2 separate regions of the Gossypium hirsutum genome follow, and region 1 is linked to region 2. A link is a contact called in public Hi-C data. All regions are on one chromosome and are shown on one strand. The core of a region is the stretch at or near the end of the contact, and the rest is flanking DNA. Distances in the headings are between cores, read along the strand shown.

What was found. A called contact is a pair of places that touch in the nucleus more often than the background predicts.
Region 1: a Hi-C map of leaf shows a contact between it and region 2, with 1.8 times the contacts expected there. The contact joins the promoter of LOC107894493 here to the enhancer-like site in region 2. A contact is called at or near these places in 4 of 34 Hi-C or Micro-C datasets (hypocotyl and leaf).

The regions. Positions count from the first base shown.
Region 1 is chrA13:75,878,742-75,881,903 of Gossypium_hirsutum_v2.1, forward strand. LOC107894493 (putative UDP-glucuronate:xylan alpha-glucuronosyltransferase 4) reads left to right here and starts at 1,548. Exons shown (of 2, transcript XM_016819763.2): 1 at 1,548-2,376. The coding sequence starts at 1,656.
Region 2 is chrA13:75,802,016-75,805,038 of Gossypium_hirsutum_v2.1, forward strand. It overlaps the pseudogene LOC107893590. Among protein-coding and RNA genes, the nearest start is that of LOC107893592, 24 kb to the left of the region's middle. Within about 2 kb of position 1,281, at least 8 of the 9 cell types and tissues checked have an H3K27ac peak or open chromatin away from gene starts, as enhancers often do. A contact at or near this core is called in hypocotyl and leaf, where this site is marked.

The DNA.
Region 1 (3,162 bases), core at 298-2,797, 77 kb after region 2:
GCTTTTTGAACTCACGACAGGCATTACGAATTCTTGGTAATGTCGTTTGGTCTTAAAAACGCACCCTTTACCTTTCAAGCACTGATGAATGAGGTTTTCCGACCATTTCTTCGACAATTTGTTCTTGCCTTCTTCGACGACATATTGATATACAGTGCAATTTGGGCCCTGCATCTGGACCATCTTTGACAGGTTTTGCAGCTCTTGCGTTCTCACCAATCGGTAGTAAACAGTCCAAATGCTTATTTGGACAAAACACTACTTGGGCCATATTATTTCAGCCTAGGGTGTTGTGGTCAACCCAGACAAAATTAAAGTAATTGTCAGCTGGCCCACTCCCACAATAGTTAAATACGTGCGCGCTTTCTTGGGTCTGGCTAGATATTACCGACGTTTTATCCAACATTATGCAACCATAGCGGGCCTATTGACGGATCTAGTTAAAAAGGATGCTTTTGTTTGGACATCTGCAGCAGGCTTGGCTTTCTCCAAATTGCAAAAATTGTTGGCCTCAGCCCCCGTACTCCAGCTTCCGTATTTTTCTAAGCCCTTCACTTTGGAAACGGATGCGTCGGGTATAGGCATTGGCGCCGTTCTATCTCAAGATGACCACCCCATCGCGTTTTTTAGTCAAAAACCTTATCACATCAAAGACAGTGTCAACAACCTTTCAAAGGAGTTGCCATTTTTACTACTTCAGCTGCTATTTCTGGAACTCCATTGCCAACTATACACCGGATCATTGTGCTCCATTGTGAAAAACCATATTTTTATTTATATATATATTAAATTATTTATGTATTTATATATTTTTTAAAGTTTAGAATTAAGAGAAAATTAATAATATTGTTTTTATAATATATAAAAAAATAAAAAGAAATGTTTATTTTATATGATGATTAAAAACTACTTTATTGGATTAATATATTTTATATAATGATTTGGTTTTGATTATTGTTACTTGTTTAAAAAAAATTATTGTATTGATAAATTTTCAAAAATATAAATGATGTAATTATAATTTCGTACTATCAAACATGATATGTGGAATTATGATGTAACTATACTCTATTAATTAAAATTATAATTTTTTTTTGTAATTACAAGATAATATAATTACTACCCTAATAATTTATATTTTAATTCAATTAATTTGTGTTGTACAAACAAATGAAATAATAAATGTGTATAATAAGAGGTGTTAAAAGAGAGTTTTATTATGTAGTGTAGACATGTTAAATCAAATAAAAAATGATGGGAAGTAGAAAATATATATAAATAATAGTAAAATTTAAATTCTCCATTTTGAGAATGGGAGAAGAATGTGGCTTTAACTACAGCTGATAAAAATAAAATCGTAAATAAATTTAAATGCAATTACAATGAAATGATGAATAAAAACGTGGAAACATAAAACTAAATTCGTAAAATCCCCAAAATCTAAACGGACAAAAATGGCATGAATGTATTTGGCAACAAATTTATAAACCATAAAAATATTTCCAAAGTAAGTAAAAATGAGAAAGCAGGTAAGGTTTTAAATAAAAATGAACAGCCACGTAAATACAACCATGCACGTGTTATATTTCCCTTCAAACTCTCTTCTTCGGTTCTTCCCATTCAACGTTCTAAGAAATTGAATCAATACTCCAAAAATGGCTTCCAAATCCTTCCATTGCAACCAAAAATCCTTCACTCTCTCAATAACACTTCTCTCTTTATCCTTGATCATTTTCGTTTTATTTTCCAGATCAAATTACAACATCATCGATGCTTTTAAACACAATCCGCCTCCCTCCAACCAACGCTTCAGAAACCTCGATCTTCTTCAAGAAGAGATTAATAGTAAGAAGGAGATTAAAATCGGTTTAGTTAATATCAATTCCAATGAAGAAATCCAATATCAGCTACCCGGTTCAGTTGTTAGCACCGTCCACGTTCGCTTCGATCGTGTTTCCAAGAAGAGAAAATGGGAGGATTTTTTCCCCTTCCGGATCGATGAAAACCAGCAGAATTGTCCGGAGATTCCGATGCCAGCCCTGGAGAAGTACCAGGATCTGGACGTGGTGGTGGCGAAGCTGCCTTGCAAAGGGTGGAGCGGGAAAAGCGGGATGAGGGATGTGTTTATGCTTCAAGTGAATTTGGTGGTGGCGAATATATTGGTAGAGAGTGGGTGGGTGACGCCGGAGGTAAAACGGGCGGTGTACGCAGTCTTTGTGGGGAGCTGTGGGCCGATGCAGGAGATATTCAGATGCGAAGATCTGTTGAGGAAAGTGGAGGATCATAGGGTGTATAAGCCTGAGCTAAGGAGGCTTAAACAAACCATGCTTATGCCTCCAGGCTCCTGCCAACTTGCACAGCCATACGGTGAAACTGGTATTTTACTGTTTTTTTCTTTTCCCTTTTTCAACTTTTGAAATTTTCCAATATTTTCAATTCAGTCCGGTCTGATTTTCACATACACTTCTTGAGAGGGCCTGAAACAAAATAATGTTTAAATTTTGAATAATTTAATTCAATGATTTGGAGGGAGGCTTACAAGTTTTACAAAAATAAACACACAAACTCTTTTCTTTTCTCTTTTTTTTTTGGAAGGTATTCATGACATTACTGGTAAGTAGATTTTTTTTAATAATCTAATTATAAAAATTACTTATAGTGCCTCCTTAATTCATAAATAAAAAATAATGCGTTTCAGCGCTTACATCTACCTACATTAACAATAATGCTTATATCAATCAAAACTATAAATTTCAAATTACTGTTTTTTATTGAAAATTTTGAATTTTTGTTTAAGAGTGGCAATTCTAGAAGGAAATGATAATAACTATTTTTTTAAAGAAAATGTAGTGCATTTTTTTTTAATTCAGTAAAATTAATGCATTAAATATATTTTTTTAATAAAATGATAATTAATTTATTTAAGCATTTGGTAAATAAACTCATAAATTAATGGGTTTAAGTTTCCTTCCTTGTAAATTAATTAATGTAACCAACACACAAATATATATATATTTGCATAAATTTGATCATTCAACAAATTCCAACATTAATTTTTTCAGTTCAAAATATTAGTAATTGTAATTAGATTTTCTAGATAAATAATCATCCTGGAAAATTTTAAGTTTCTGGAATTTCAGGAGTTCAAAATTTTATTAAAAA
Region 2 (3,023 bases), core at 31-2,530:
CAATTCCACAAAACATTATTAGCAAAACATCGATAATTTCATACTAAGGATGCATAAATATTCTAGCTAGGGGTGAGCGTTTGATCGAATCGAATCGAATGAAAAAACTTTGAGTTAATCGAGTTGAAAAATCCTATTTTATCATCCTAACTCGATTTGAAATTTTCTCGAATCGAGTCGAATGAGATGGAATTCGAATCAAATCGAATCGAATATATTTGTTTGAGTTAAATTAAAAAAAAATTATGCTTATAACCACTGTCATTCACCGTAATCAAATTTGTTATTAACTTTCATCTTATCATAATTCATTTATTAATATTTTATATACGAGTTAGCTTCTTTGCTGACTTAGTTGATTCAATTATCTTCTGATTTTTGTCACTTGTGTATTTTGAAATTAAAAAACATATTAAATAGTAAAAAATGTAAAATTTAATTTAATAATATAAATAATAGATATAAATAAAATTATTACTATTTAGGTTTAGGAAATTTTTTTGGATGATTTTTTTATTTAGGGGTGAAGGTTAAAAGTAAAAGTTTAGGAGGAAAATAAAAAGTTTAGGAGGAAAATAAAAAGTTTTGAGGGTTAGGGGAGTAAAATTTGGGGGGAAGAGGGGAAGTAAATGGGGGGAAAATATATTGGGGTGAAGTAAATGTAAAATATTATAGTTTAAAATATATTGGGGTGAAGTAAATGTAAAATATTATAGTTTGATATTCAATTTATTCGAATTATTCAAGTTATTTAAATTTGAAAATTAAAATCGATTCGAACTTGAAATTTGAAAATAAATTCGAGTTGACTCGAATAACTCGATGATTAGCTGAACGTCGGTGGTTTTCTGCAGCTAGCTCACGTTGCTTCCTCAAAAACTCATTGCACCGTTCTTGGCCTCAATGCTCTCATTCTTGTGTTTTGATTTTTCTGCTCTCGAATTTTGCATGTGTTCGTTCTATTCTATTCTATTGTGTTCTCTGTCGAGTTTTGTTCCTTGGTGCTGAAATTTACTCCCTATTTATACTATTCAGTTCTTTACATCTTTTCTATTTTTAAGCTTAGTGGTTCCTTGATTTTTTTTGTCATTATAGTGGTTTCGTGATTTTCGCTTCCCATAAACTAACAGTAGACTAAGTCCTTTGTGTACATGTTGGAGATTGACTAATCATGCCACAACTTGCACATCTGTGAATTGGCAAAGTGCGAGATGGGGCCTTTGATGTGCTAGCTCTATGCATGTGAACTGTGAACTACGAGCTCTATGTAGGTAAGCAGTGCATCGTGAGTTGTATACTACAAGCTCCCCGCCAGCGAGATGTGTAATGTAGTTGTATTGTATGCGAGCAGTGCATGCGAGCTCCCCGCCAGCGAACGTTGCTTGCGAGCTGTGTAATGTGAGTTGTACTGTATGTGAGGAATGCATGCGAGCTGACAATGCAAGATGTGTATCGTGAGCTCCCCGCCAACAAACAGTGCTTGTGGGCTAAGAACGCTAATTGGCTAGCATACAGGCGTAGTGTGAACTAACCTGCGAACAGGCCAGCCGTGAATTGTCTCGTGGATTGGTGAACTACAATGGGTATGGTAACACCAGTGTGCACGGTAAAAAACAAATTGTTCTTGTTCAAAGATTCATTTTCATAGTTAATCAATTTTTTAAGTTAGTTAAAAAAAAGCATATTTTTATTATTAGGGGTGGTGCCTCCAATGGGTACGGTAACATCAGTGTGCACGGTAAAAAAAACGAATCGTTCTTTTACAAAGATTTATTTTCATAATTAATCAATTTTTTTAAGTTAGTTAAAAAAAGCATTTTTTTTTACTTTTGAAAGCTTCACCAAATAAAAGTAATAAAATATTTTTAACGTTCCATTCCTTTATTAATTTTAGCTAGCAAACAAAATAAATATATATCATTTCCCATTCTTTTAACTTTCAACTTCTTTTTTTCAATTATTTACTCAAATATAGTGTTTTCTTATTTATAATAATATATATAATTGAAATATTAGTTAAAAAAACGAAAGAACATAATTTATTAAATAAAAAATTAATTTTAAAAATATGTATCAATTCGTTGAAAGTTAATAGATCAGATTCGTAGCTGAAGCATCTATTTACACAGTTTTTCCTCTGAATTGCCTTTTTTTTCCCATATCCAACAAGTATCCATGGCAGACCCAAAGCAAGAAGCGATAGAAGTCATCCATTCTTGGTCTGCTCCGAGATCACTCAGTACTAGTCTCATGTATTCGTTTTCTCAGGTAATACCAACTTCCTTTTTCTGGGTTCCTTGTTTGGTAGCTGAGGAAGTTTGACAGAAAAAAATGAAGAAGATGGAAGTATATCATGAATCTTGTTTGTATATATTCTCTGGGTTTGTTTTAAAACGGAACCTTTCATTAAATTTTAAGTACCCCATGACTTTGCTGGGAAAGTTGGGAAAAAATAAGATCAAACACAAATTTTGAACTTTTCTTTTCTTTTCAAAATATGGTTTATTAAGAAGATTGACTGCTGCTCAAGTTGATGAAGAATAAAGAAAAATCTTACTTGTTTTCCAATGTGCTAGCTGCTGATAAAATGGAATTGCTGATTCCATAGTAATTAGCCCATTAGATTTGTTGTGTTATGGTTCTTGGCTGTTTGATTGGTTGCTGAGAAAATTAAAGTAGTGAAGTTGAATCATGAAAAGGTAGTGAAATCACTTGAATGGGTGTTTGTTTTAGGGATTACAAGACTTAGTTTTTTGGAATATGCCAACCTCACTGTTTGAGTGGCTTATTTTAATTGATCATGAGACTTTTGGATCACATTCGCTGGTATCTTCAAGCTTTTGCAGTGTCAGATGCCAATATTTATCCATGCTAAATATTTATCTGACACTGGTATGTTAAAAAAATTCGAAGTTTATCCATGTATTTTGAAGGTTCCTCTGAGGATCATATCCATGTACTCATGTCCGGATATGGGTCATAGTTAGACAGGGGTACTTGAAAAATAAACAAATGAAGACCTT